3 separate regions of the Mus musculus genome follow, and all the other regions are linked to region 2. The links are chromatin contacts, called in public promoter capture Hi-C maps. All regions are on one chromosome and are shown on one strand. The core of a region is the stretch at or near the end of the contact, and the rest is flanking DNA. Distances in the headings are between cores, read along the strand shown.

Evidence for each region. Promoter capture Hi-C pulls out the DNA fragments that hold promoters and counts their contacts.
Region 1: a promoter capture Hi-C map of pre-B cells shows a contact between it and region 2. The contact joins the promoter of Dnajb6 here to the promoter of Rheb in region 2. A contact is called at or near these places in 2 of 39 promoter capture datasets (cranial neural crest and pre-B cells).
Region 3: a promoter capture Hi-C map of cranial neural crest shows a contact between it and region 2. The contact joins the promoter of Rbm33 here to the promoter of Rheb in region 2. A contact is called at or near these places in 2 of 39 promoter capture datasets (cranial neural crest and pre-B cells).

Annotation. Positions count from the first base shown.
Region 1 is chr5:29,734,222-29,738,603 of GRCm38.p6, forward strand. It overlaps Dnajb6 (DnaJ heat shock protein family (Hsp40) member B6), which reads left to right and starts at 1,677. Exons shown (of 8, transcript NM_011847.4): 1 at 1,677-1,895. Gm5129 (predicted gene 5129) reads right to left here and starts at 1,715. Exons shown (of 1, transcript NR_028426.1): 1 at 1,113-1,715.
Region 2 is chr5:24,839,527-24,844,091 of GRCm38.p6, forward strand. Rheb (Ras homolog enriched in brain) reads right to left here and starts at 2,835. Exons shown (of 8, transcript NM_053075.3): 1 at 2,659-2,835. The coding sequence starts at 2,710.
Region 3 is chr5:28,314,778-28,319,362 of GRCm38.p6, forward strand. Rbm33 (RNA binding motif protein 33) reads left to right here and starts at 2,412. Exons shown (of 19, transcript NM_028234.1): 1 at 2,412-2,633. The coding sequence starts at 2,591. Gm35602 (a long non-coding RNA gene) reads right to left here and starts at 2,310. Exons shown (of 5, transcript XR_003955879.1): 1 at 1,717-2,310.

The DNA.
Region 1 (4,382 bases), core at 427-2,926, 4.9 Mb after region 2:
GTGTTCATTCCCAGCCCCCAAAAGACTTTAATATAGATTTAATATCATGGGTCTTTTGAAAGCTCTGGGGAAAGATAAAACTAGGTCTACATGCAAACATGCACATGTCTGGAGTGAATCACATCCCCTGGAGCTGGAGTACTAGGCAGTTGTGGATCACCTGATATGGGTGTTGGGAATTGAACTCAGATCCTCTAGAAAGAGCAACTAATGTTTTTTACTGAGTCATCTCCTCAGACCCTGTGTTAGAATTCTTTTTTTTTTTTTTTTTTTTTTTTCTGAGACAGGGTTTCTCTGTGCAGCCCTGGCTGTCCTGGAACTCACTCTGTAGACCAGGCTGGCCTGGAACTCAGAAATCTGCCTGTCTCTGCCTCCCAAGTGCTGGGATTAAAGGCATTTGCCACCACTGCCCTGCGTGTTAGAATTCTTAAATGTCATGTGGCAAGAGGCTTCAGCCAGACTCTGAGGCGAGGGGACTCCTTTCCCTATTCTCTACCTTATAACTGGCTTTGTCTTTCGGCGCTGCTTCAATAGAAAGCTTGGGTTGCTGGGCTGTCAGCCCTGGAGTATGCAAGCACACACACCTTCCACTCGTCACTAGGCCAGACTCCTTGATTCCTGCCATTGAGGGTGGTAGTGGGTAAGATTGAGAGCAGAAAGGTGGAAGGAGAGGTGGAGGAAGGTAAAGGAAAGGGCGGGAACTTTTGTGCTTAGTTTTCATTTCAGTCTTGGACAGCCATCTTGTAGGGCTGAAAGTCAATTAGAAAAGAGATCTGGCCAAATTCTATGTTTCACAAAAGGGGAAGTGTAGTGTTTGGGAACCTTGGGGGCAGAACAGAAGCAAGGAGACAAGGAGCCATTCTGGAGGGTTCTATCTGGAGTTGAGTATATCCTACATGTGAGGGAGCATCCAAGGATCTGTGACTTCAGATCATGGGTCTCCACATCTTCTGTGCTTGTCCTTCTCAGGCGTTGAGAAGGTGGGCGTCCAACCATAACATTCTGAGATCAATATGTTCTCTTTCATTCTTACTTTCCAGTGCAGTGTTAGCTAACCTTTTGAAACTTACTGGGCAAGATGAAAAACTACTCATCCTATGGGTGTAAGTGGGGGTGGGGTGAGGATTTAAATGTCTATTTATTTATACAGGAGCTTATTGATTTATTGAGACAGGAGCTTATTGTGGGATCTGATGTCCTTCTCGGGTGTGTCCGAAGACAGTACATTCACATACAAAAAGTAAATACATCTTTAAAATAACCGTGTTTGAAATCTAGACCCTGGATTCAGCACTGCGAGTTGGTAATGATGAGGCCTCTCACGGTTCACTCTAAGTCGGGCCTGCTTGTTGGGTCGGCCGAACCTCGGGACCACAATTCTCCAAGTCCATAGGAGTGTGAGTCATACTACGCTATCAGGTCCTTATCTCCGAATCCACTGTGTCAGAGGCTGTGAGCGTCCTTCCTCCCAGCCTGCTTCCGGGCAAACGCAGGCTCCTTGGTTCGGCTACAGTCGCCTCAGGCTTTAGAGCCCTCCAGGCACAGAGCTTGCGCAAGGGGACGCTTCCCGCCCTATTCAGCCACCTTCGCCTATGTAAACCCTCCAGAATCCCACCGTCCTCAGCTCCGAGAATCTTCCGGAACGCTAGACCAGCGCTATCAAGTCCGACGCGCACGGAGGCTGCTGCGCACGTTAGCTTCAGGGCCGGGCGGAAGTCGACGTCGCCGGGCCGCGCCGCCACCGCGTGACGCACTTCCTGTTTGTTGTTGGAGAAAAGAAGAGAAAGGAAAGCGCGAGGAGACGCCGCCGCCGCCACCGCCACCAGCGCAGCTGTGCCACAGCCGCGAGGAGACCGGCCGCCTGACTTCCCTCCTCGCTGGCCGCCGTGTCCTCGGTGAGGGTCCGCGAGCCGCGGCGAAAAGCAGGGTTGACTACGGCGGGAGGGGAAGGCCTGCGAATGGGCTAACCCGCTTGGCTCCCGGAATACGGGTGCAGGAACCGGGTCGACAGTGGGGCCGGTACTGCTCACAAGGCCGAACGGGTTCCAGTCTAGGCTGTAGTCTTGTGTCTAGGTCTGGGGCTTAAGGTGTTCCTGGTCTGGGCCGGTTGTAGATTGGGTCTGTGGAGAGCGTTTGCCGTTCTTGGTCAGGCCTAGCTCGGGGCTTAGCTGCGGTCCGCTTCCCTAGTTCTCTGGTCGAAGGTGGCGGTTGGGTCCGGCACGCGCTAGGTCGGCCGCAGAGCTCCAGGAGTAGGCAAGGCTGGTGTCACCCAGTCCTGGCGTCCTCACTGCATTCTGCAAGCAAGGGGTCAGGTGGCCTGCGAAGAGCAGGACTCCCATGGAAGGCGCAATCACCGGCCCAGGCCTCCAGGCAGCGAAGGGGGCCGGGTGGGAAGGCCAAGGCGGTTTCCAGGGACTGTTGGGAAGTTTGCTAGGCGACCCGCCTGGCTCAGCTTACTTTTAAAACTAGTTTGATGTTGGCCTCGAAGGTTGCTTTGCTGTGGTTTACGTAACAAAGTTTATGTAACTGGAGTTTACACTAAGTCTTAATTTACTTCGGTTGTGTTGACAAGGAACTCTGCACTGCAAACTAAAAGGTCTTAAAAACTTTGGAGATGGAGTTTTTTTTTTTTTTTTTAAACAGGAGGGGTTTGTCAAGTTTTAAAAGCTTTGTTACCGAAGAAGTTGTATGTGAACCGTTGAAAGGGAATGGTGGGGATGGTCCCACCTTCTAAGGTGGGGAGTGCCTGCCCAGTGCAGCCACTTTGGTTTTTTTGTAACGTCTTTATTTGAACCTTAGATTTGTGGTTAGGGTTTACGCATTCTAGGCCGTAGAATCTCAGGACGCTCAGCTTGCTAGGGAAGTGATACCAACTTTAAGGCAACTGTTTTAGTAGAAATATTGGACATAAAAGCCAGAGGAGGGAACAACCTAAAGAACAAGCGCCCTGATATTTGAACTTAGTCTGTTCTTGTTTGTAAAGTAAACCCCACAGTAGACTTACTGATTCCTGGAAGGACTCCTTTGTTGTACTTTGGGATATCGCCACCACAGGCCGAATTGCCCTCCGGTGTGTGATTACGGTGTCATCAGTACACACACTTGGGTGGAGCTTTGGAATTAGGAAGAACATGAAAGAAATATGGGAAGAAATGCTGCCTTTTGTAGGTATGGTTGACTTGGAAGTTTCAGTCTTCTCTTCACTCTTGCCCAGGCAGACCATGCCTGTCTTTTTGTTTGTTTGTTTGTTTGTTTTTGAGACAGGGTTTCTCTGTAGCCCTGGCTGTCCCTGAACTCACTTTGTAGACCAGGCTGGCCTTGAACTCAAATCTACCTGCCTCTGCCTCCCAAGTGCTGGGATTAAAGGCGTGTGCCACCACGCCCGGCTTGCAAACTTTTTTGGTATTGTTTTGTGTACCCCTGGCTGTCCTGGAACTCACTTTGAATAGCAGCCTGATACCAAACACAGAACTCTGCCTCCTGCTGGGATTAAAAAAAGGTGTGCACCCTCTGCACCAGCCACATCTTTAGAATTGTAAAGAAGGCACTTTGTTATCCCTGTCCACTATTGGTGTGATAGCGTGTGCCTTTTACATTATTTAATACTCAAGGATGTGCGTGTACTTTTAGACCTTGTCTGATGCCTTTCTAAAGAACAAGCAAATAGAACAGAATTGTCCTTTCGACTTGGTTCTGCTTTGCAGGATTCTTAAAAACTGACACTTTGAAAATGATTGTATGTTAAGTCTTAAATTTACCCAGGACACCATCTGGTAGTGAAGGGCCTACAGTTAAAGGCAGGATTTTGTAGGAGGGATTAGAGTGGCAAATTAATATTATTTTCATGTATAGAGTTTAAGAGAGTAACTTTGGGAATAAAGTCACAGTGAGCTGTGTAGTGTTGTGTGGGTCCTTGATACCAGTAATTCAAGAGGGTGAGGTAGAATTTTAGGTAGAGGCCATCTTGGCCTGTAAAGTGAGACTCTACTTCAAGCAGTAAGCCTGAGGTTAACCAGAAACGAGCTGGTGAGAACAAGACGGAAATGTTACTGTTGTAATTGGGCTGGTGAGGTGGTTAAACACCTAAAGCATAGGAAGAAGGCCTGAGGACTAGAGTTGGAACCCAAATAAGGATGGCAGGAGGGCATTGACTCAAAGTTGTCGTGTGGACTCCACAGGTGTGCCCCTCCCCTAATGAGCGTGGGAGGGAGAAATGGACCATTTTCTCCTGAAGCCACAGTGTACTGTTTCTGAGTGCTCCCCAAGCATGTTTAAGTCTGCTAAAAATCCTTTTTTTGGAGGTGGTGGTGGTGGGGGAGCCTGGAGACTGACTTAGTAGATAAGCCAGCTAGTAGCTAGTTGGATTTGTTTGTTTCTTCAGA
Region 2 (4,565 bases), core at 1,585-4,084:
TGCACCACCATGCCCGGCTGACTCATCTACTCTTGCTGAACTGCCACTCACCAAACCACAACCATTTCATTTTATAAACTTCCACATCCCTGTGATCTCGTCCCTCTTAGCAATACAAGGAATACACACAACAAATAAGCTTTTGGAAAGATGATCTAATGACAAACTAGATTACCAACACTCTGGAAGATATTCCAGAGAGACTACCAGACGCAAGACAGTTTACTTTTTTGACAGTTTTGACTGGAGGAGTCCTCACTAAGGACTCAGCTGTAGTAACAACAACGCACCATGAGGAAACTGCTACATATGGCCACCACCAAAATTAACAAAAAGGACCTCCATAAAAGCCAGACTGAATTACAGGTGACATGTCCATAAAACTTCCCTACTGCAAGTATCAGGAAAATACTGCAGAAGGAAATTTTACTGACTTGAAAGCCTAATAATGAAAAAAAAAATTACATTTCAGTTTTTGCTGAAGGCAAACTTAAAAGTCTGTGGCATCATCAAGTAACAATGCCCAGCAGTCTAGTCAGAACAGAAAACAGCATTTACGCAAGAAAACAGTAAAAAAGGACATGGCTGCCAATCCCCACCACACCACATCTAGAAACAGTGAAATTTCTATAGTCTGCCACCACACACATCTCTAAGTTCTAATAAGTGGTCAATTCCCAGAAGAGTGGCTAGTACATGCTGAAAAGACCAACTACTCCTCTACAAAGAATCCAGAAACTAGAAAATATGTCCTTCATATGAAAGCAAACTAAAGTTAAATGCAACATTAGCAATAATGTAGTATCTTACTTTAGGCATTACACTTGAAAACAAGTATAGAGAATACAGGCTGCAACACACCAAGGGCATTGCATACAGGTCTACAATCCTGTGTTCCTCCCCGGGCTAGCACTACACTTACAACCAGCAGCCCAGAGTGAATGTTTGTGAGAAGGATAGGAGTAGCCAGACACATCTATCCTGGCTCTAGTGGGGCTTTCCCAGGAAAACCAGTCTAGGCTATACAGTGAGTCGAGGACTACCCGGGTTACATAAGACCTTGCCTAAAAAAATCAGGATGGTTTTCTATTGACAGAAGTTCTTAGCAAAGGAGACATAACACTACACTTATTTAAACCCATTGCCATTTCAAAAATTACAATAAAATCCAGACTGGTAGAATATTCTCTTGCATTGAAAACAGGTAACCCTGATACTTGTGACTTATTTATGCCTTGCATTCAAGATTACTATCTTCAATTAGTTATCTGATTAGAGGGTACTCAATCAACAGCCAAGTTACATCATGGTCTCATTCTCCAAATTTGGAGGGAATTCAGAAAACAGTATGGTGACTCAGACAACCAACACTGGTTACATCAGGAGTTCTATCTTGGTGTGAATGGATTCACCGTAATTTTGTGCCTGTTAACTCTAGGGTTGCAATTGTTAAAGCAGTCACCTACTCTTTCCTACTATGAACACCTCAGCACTGCACTATGCACGTGTCACCTTTCCACTCTAGGCACTCCCATCTGTCACACTGTCTCCGATCTTCCATTCCCTTCCTAAGGAGTTTCTCCAGTTCTTGAGGAGAGAAGGTGAAAAGTAAGCAGGCCCTGACTGATCTTGGTCAAAGAGCACAGAGCCGGGCACCAGCAGTGGAAAGCAGGGTGAGAACGCAGAATGAACCGCCTAGCAGGAGCCCATCCAGTGGGGAAGGTGTTCTACTGCCAGACTCTCCACTCCTCAGTGGTCCCTGTCAAACGCACATTTTCTGGAGACAGTTACATCTTTCAAACAGCACTAAAGATGAACGTGACAGTCCCCTGTTCCGGTCGGTCAAAAACAATAAAGCCTCACCCTGCAGCGTGGTTAAGTTCAAATGTCCTGTATCACACGATGGACTGAATACTACTGTCTGGACACCGCGTTCCCTCCCCACCCCACCCAGGACCACCTCTATTCGGCAAAAAGGTGATTACTAGGAACAACTTTAAATGTATGTCAATCGCTTGGTGGTGGTGTTAGGAAAACAAACGGGCTTTTGAATTACTTTAACAGCCTGGTTCCAAGTGCCTGGCCTTGTTTCTCCTCAAAGGGGAAAAGAAAAATAGGACACATTAGAGACGTCTTTCTCCTCTTCCCTGTGCTGGCTGCCAGATGCTACCTAGCTGGCCTGTGAGGGGTCCAGTCTAGGTTTCTTGGAGGCGGAAAACTTGGTAGCCAAACGTCTTGAAGTTTCCCTGTTTTCTTTAAAAGGCTTAACTTCTTTGCAGATGGAAAGGTCACAAGGAGAGGTTTCCTTTGTTGAAATGCCCGGGGCTTGTGGGATTGGGGAAACGGGTGGGGACAGACCGTGCTTAGAGAAGGCGGGACAGATGCGGGGATCCGACTAGGCTGCTCCGGGCCGCAAGACTCCCGGGCAGTGGCCCGCGGCTCCTACGCCGAGGGAAGGACGCGGCCGCCTCGGCCTGCCGCCCCGCCACCTGTCCGCCGCGCCTGGGGACAGGGGAAGGCGCCGCCGCCTCCACTCAAAATGGAGGTTATGAAACGCGCGCCGCCCGCCCGCCCGCCACATGGCCGCGCCGCCACAAACTTCGCAGGCGCGTCCGCGTCCTGGGGCTCAGCCCCGACATCGCCCGGGCCGCCACTCACCCACAGACCGGTAGCCCAGGATGGCGATCTTCCGGGACTTGGACTGAGGCATCTTGGTGGCCTGCTCAGCCCCGACCCAACCACATTAACCGCGGCGGCGGCGGCTCCTCCGGCTCAGACTATCGGCGGCGGCTGCGCCGGGAGAACGCGGCATACAGAGCACGGCGGCGGGCGCGGCTGCCTCTCGCTCGCTCGCTCGCTCGCTCCTTCTCTAGCTCGCTCAACCGCCCGGAACCGAACGCGCGGGCCCTCCCCCAACAACACACCCACGTGACCGCGCGCGGCCCCGTCTGCGCCGCCTCCCGCCGCCGCCTCCCAGCCCGGAACGCGCGGGGGAGCGTCGGGGAAACGTTTTACTTTAAAGGGAAAAAGCGGAGACGCCCCAAAGCCCCCGGAAAAGTCACGACCGAAACTCGCTGCGTCATGACCCTCCCACCTACTTCCGCCGCTTTTTAATTACGACAATCCTGCCCGAGCTCTGACTGGACGGCTCCCAGACTGCCGCGCGATGACGCAATGGAAACTCCGTCTTCTATTGGGGATTGGAAGGGTGGAGCCAAGGAGAGGTGCCGCTCAGCGGGGAGCTAAAAATAAATTCTGTCTGCTTTTGCTCGGCGGGGCGCCTGCGTGGTCCAAAAGCGTGGCCCTACCGGCGGGTGGGCGGGCGGGCAGGCAACTCCTCAGTGATTGGCTAATGTGGGTGCGGGGGCGGAACCAGAGGCGTGAAGCACGGTGATTGGTGAAGTGCTGAGCCGTTGGCCGACTTGCGCCTGCCGGCCCTTAAAAGGAGCGAGGCGCGTGGCCCTAGCTGACGGACTGTAGGTTGGCTGACACCTCGCTTCGCACTTGTCTATACTTCAAATTACCGTCCTGCTATGTTAGCTTTAGTCTGGGCTTAACGTGGGTGGTGACTAAGCTTTATTCGTGGCTGAGGAACTGTGGGAAGAATGAAATCTGTGCAGCTCGCAAATGTCAGAAATTCCATTAAAAGCAGCGCGAGCTGACCAGTCCTGGTGCCGACTCGGGCAACACGCCGGGTGGCACGCACCTCGCACAGACAGGCGCGCGCGTGGGAGTCCTGCAGCCAGATCAGTGCGTCTTTTCATACTGAACACTCGAGAGGTTATTTCTGGAGAAACGTGAAAGTCAGCCATTGTCAAAAACGCCGAGGAAAAGGAGGAGGCTTAGCTGTCTGGTGTGGGCGGGCCATGCCTGAAAAGGGAAGGCTGTCATATTTTCTACAACAGTCGTACAGGCAGAAAGCTCTTGTTTCCAGAGAACTAGAGGAGTTGAGATATCCTCATATTGAAGAACAGGGTGGAAAGCTAGACCCTAGGCCTAGTTCATCGAAGTCCAAACTAAAGGCTAGGCCTGGAAATAAAGGTGCCAAGAGAGAACAGCACACTTGTCCTTAATTTTTTGCCCTTCACAATAGACTTATTTTTATAGGGTCTCACGTAGTCCAGGCTGGCCTGGAATTCTTAGAGATCCACCTGTCACTGCCTCCGAGGTGCTGGGATTAAGTGCTGTTCTGCTACCTTGATCTTTCAATTCTCTTTTCTCTGTCCAAATGCTAGGATTACCGACTTCCAAACCATGTTTATTCGGTGCTTGGGATTGGACCCAAGATGAACTCAAGTTCTCAGAGAACTGAGCCATAACTGCCTTCCCCTTTGAACTATCTTAAGTATTTTAAAACAGACTCAGGTTAAACGTATATTCAGCAGATGCCCCAATCCACCAGTGTTCTTGAGCTCGTAGCACTTTAGTCCGTGGTAATGTAGCTAGCATAAGGTTACCTTGCAGTGGGGTGGGAGGTTCAGCAAGTTGCATCAACCAGTAAAACCACTTGCTACACAAACCTCACAACCTGACTTTGATCAGTGTATACCAAAGTGGAAAAAGAA
Region 3 (4,585 bases), core at 1,162-3,661, 3.5 Mb after region 2:
GAGAACTATTGATCACTGAATTCCATTTCTTTCTTGTTAGAAGATTTTACTTTCTCAATGCCATAGCTATGTTAGAGCATGAGATTTGAGTCAAGATGGATACAGAGTTGAAATCGTGATTCATTTGTTGAAAGTGCAGATCCAGAGACTTTTGATTAATTTAATCTTCACTTGCCCCACTTTTTAATTAGTAAAATGTACGGCCCTTATGGAGGCATAGAGTGTGGAGCAAATGATCATTCCATGACTTATAGACTGCCTGTGCTTCTAACTTGCTTTACTTTTTGTGCTTTCAGTCACTATTCCATTTTATTTATTTGTTTGTTTATTTATTTAAGCCAATAGAAAGTCTTTATTATAGCTGGTCAGTGACTACACTGGGTGTTAGGTAGACGTCTTTGATCTCCACAAAAGACATTGTTCTCCTACTTCATTCTGTAGGTACACAAGATTTTTATTCACTCATAATTGAAGTGTTAGTTAACTCAGGTGAAGTGTTTCAAATAGAAACTATTCTTTTGGAATATAGGATTCAAAAGCCAAGATTTGGGTGTTAGGTGTCAATGAAGGCACAGTGTGTCTCCAAGGCCACCTAGGTACTCACTGAGGGGAAGGTGCCTCCTTGGCTTAAAAGCTACTGACCTATAGAAGCCAGTGTATCTAATAGCTCTGAGAGTTCCTTTTTTTTCGAGACAGGGTTTCTCTGTATAGCCCTGGCTGTCCTGGAAATCACTTTGTAGACCAGGCTGGCCTTGAACTCAGAAATCTGCCTGCCTCTGCCTCCCGAGTGCTGGGATTAAAGGCGTGTGCCACCACGCCGGGCTGAGAGTTCATTCTTAAACCCTCACGTTTAGATAGTAACCTCAATTAGGAAAGCACAGAGGGCGAGGTTCCTGTGAGGTATTTAAGGGCTGAGCCGTGCTCTGAAACCATTTTCACCACAAGCGTTGCAGTTTGGTTTCCTGGTTGACACTGAGCCTTTAACAGGTTTCTAGAGGAAGTTAGAGAGCTGACTGAAGTGGTATGTAGTGATAAGGAAAAGGGGGTGATTAAATCTGTACTCACAGCAAGTGATCACATCTCTAAATACTAGGTGTTCCTACATACAGGTTAAATGTTTTTCTAGTGAATGTTTCAGTACAGAATGTTTAGAGTTTCCTGTCCTGGAGAATTTCAGTTTTAGGTGAAATTAAGAAAACTACTTTCTTAAGGTCATAGCTATGTTAGAACATGAGATTTGAGTCAAGGCAGACATAGAGTTGAAATCCTGACTCATTCGAAGTGGATATTCAGTGGCCTTTGAGCAATTTAATCTTCATTTGCTATAATTGAGATGCACGTCTTTTTTCATGTGTAATACGTTATAAAGTATTATGAAGTAATTTTATCATTGTACCTATTTTTGAGAGGTCTTTCTCAAGACCAGCACTGATATTATCTTGAAAATATTCTCAGTTGGGTAGTCCATCCTGAACAGTGTAAAAATTAGGAAAAGGTGACAAGGGGTTCAAGCAGTTTAGATATGAATTAATGTGCTTTCTGACAGAAATCTAGTTAGTCAGTGAGGCTCCATGCCAGGCTTACTTTTATTGGGCAATGACTTCATGACGATTTTTTAAAAAAGGAATTTTTTTTCCTTCTGTTTCTTAAATGAACATTATAAAGCAGGGATTTTAGGGATTTTTTTTTTTTTTTATGAGGAAAAATTTCAATCACCTAAAAGTTGAATTTCACAGCAGACATTCTTTTAGCTCCCTAAGACTTTCCGGGAATGTGGATGCCCGCGTCTGGAATTCTCACTGAGCGGCGACCAGCCTCCATGCCGGGCCTCTCCAAGGGCCCACCTGCGGGGCTCCTCCGCCTTCCCAGCTCGCTTTTGCCCGAAACCTCGTCCTCAAAGCCGCAGGCTTGGGGACTTGCTTTAGGATGCTCTGGAGTCCGTCTTTGAGGTCGTGGTACCTAGTGCCACCGCCACACACCTCCTCTCCTTTCCTAAGACCCTACGCGCGAGGCTTTCCGCCAGCTCGCGCGAACGCGAGTGCGCGTGCGTCGATGTAGCGTTCGCGCGCCTCAAGCTTGGGGGCGCGGTAGCCAGACTCGGCCGTTAGCGTCTCCGGCCGCGCTTCGGCTCCACTTGCCACGGCGGCTCAGCCGTCGTAAAGCGCAGCCGCGCCTACTGCTGCAAGGCGATTTATGTCGACTTTACGGCGTGTGGCCGTCCACACTCCTCCCGCCTGAAGCCTCGGCCTTCCAGCCCGGCCGAAACTGTGTCTGTGCGCTGCTCTTTCTAGCGCGCGCCGCCGGGCACTCGCTGGCGTTCAGGCACCCGGGACCTTAGGCGTCCGCCCGCCGCCGCCTGGCTCTTCCGCCCGCCTTGCTCCCGGCGTGCACCGCGGCGCGGCCATGTTGCCGTAGTGTTGTTTTCTTCCTGCGGAGGCGAGGGTCCGCTGCGGACCGCGACGCGCGGGCCTCGCCTCTGCTCGCTCGCGGGCGCCGGCCCTCGCCGCTCCCCCGCCTCCCCGGCCCGCACCAGAGCCGTCGGCCTGCCAGGAGCTCGGGGGACGGCTGAAGGCCGGGCCCGGGGACCACCATGGCGGCCGCCCTGGGCGCAGGCGGAGGAGCAGGCGCTGGAGGTACGTGGGCCGCGGCGGGGGCCGTAGACCGGGCACCCTTTATGTAGGGCCTTCGTGCTGCCCCGCCACAGACGGAGCCGCCCCGGGCTTGCCGCCGCCGTTCAGGCCGGGAGCGCGGAGCGTTAGGCCCGAGGCGGCGACGCGAGGTCGGCGGCGGCCCCGCGACGGGGTCGGGGGGCCCTGGCGACTTCCAGTCTTCTTGGAAGATGCGCCCTGGGCAGCGGCAAGCAGCCTACTCAGTGTAAAAAGAATTTTGCGGTTTATTAGGGTGCTTTAAATAAACCTATTATCATCTAAGGAAAACTTGTGTTTGGCAGTATGCTTGAAAGGGATGAAGACCGTGTACAAAGGGTTGGTTACTGAACCAGTTGTTTGAGTATTTTCATTTCGCAATCGTAAACGATATGGAAAGACTAGCCAGTTATAAGTAAAACCACGTTTTGTTGAACGAGGGTTTTTTTTTTTTTTTTTTTTTTTAAAGATGTGGAACAATAAAAAAAATGACGTTTCAGGACTTGGATAAAAGACCCTCACGGTAAAATGTGGACAACAAAAGCATTTGCCAGCTAGTTCTGGCTATAGACACTTGAACTATTCTACATATTCCAGAGGTGTTAGTGATGCTTACTTACAGATTGGGGGTTGGGGTGGGCATGTTAAACAACCCTGCTTAGGAGTTCTGACCTCAAAACAAAAAACCCAAACGGCAGAGACTACATCCAGAATGCCATTTCTGGCAGGATGTGGTATGGTATATGTCACTGCCAGCTTACATAGATGATTTTTTTTTTTTTAACATGCAGATTCGAGGCTTTCTAGTTAAATGCTTAAAATACATTTTGTCTACTCTACCTGATTAGAGAAGGTAAAAACTTAAGGTTTTATATGTGAGTCTCAGTGTTATGGGAGCCCTTGGGTCAAAGCTGTTTTTAAAAGATGAAGATGATATTTTCATTTTCCATTTTTTCTCACTAGTGTGGTTTGGTTTTCCAGAGGCTGTGTGGCATGTGAAGACTTGACATGGATGGCTTGGGGACTATGCGCTTTTATGATCTTTTAAGTTTCTCATTTAAAACTTTAATAGTAAAAACTGATAAATATCCACACAAATAAAACTTGAGGGCTGTATATTAGTTTTTAGCCAGAAAGTTTGAGGGTTGTAATTTTAGAAGGCTAGATTGCCTTTTTGGAAGTTTGGAATTTTTCTTCCATCTTAATATCTTGTCAGCATTTCCATTGCTTAGACTTAATCCAAACTCCTTGGGAAAGTAGGCAAGTTCTTTTGAATATTCACCTTGGTGCTCAGCAGCTCTGCAGTCCTGGAACTGCTGGACCTCTTCAGCCCATGTGCAGTACACTGTTCCTGCCTTGAAGGGGTTACACTCCTATTGGTAGTTGGTCATCTCTGAGGCTTACTGTTGGGTAAGTTCACCCTTTCTAGTTCTTTCTGAACCCTGGCTGGTTCAACTTAGCTGTTTTGGCTCAAGCTCTTCTCAAGCTGATCGATCTGGCTTCTCTGGGATGGCTTCTCCTGGATTGCTCTGTTTGGCCTCACACCAACTCTAGCAACCTTTTCTAATCTTCTGGCTTCTTCTCATTTTCTGGCTTGTTCTCTCCTTCAACCTGTCTTTGTAAAACTCGCCAGTAAAACTGCCCCCTTCCTCCTTTTCTTTTTCCTTCTTTCCCTTTCCCTCCCTCCCTCCCTCCCTCCCTCCATCCCTCCATCCCTCCATTCCTCCCTCTCTCCCTTCCTTATTTTCACTTATTGTCTGCCACTCAATTAGACATCCCTTTCAAACATTGGTGCTTTCTTCTATAAACTAACTTTACCTTCCTTGTTTGGGATTAAAAGTGTGTACTAAGGGCATGTCTGTATTCCAGCGGAGGGATTAAAGGTGCTAAGGCTGAGATACAACTAGAAACATTTTTTTTGTTTTTGTTTTGTTTTGTTT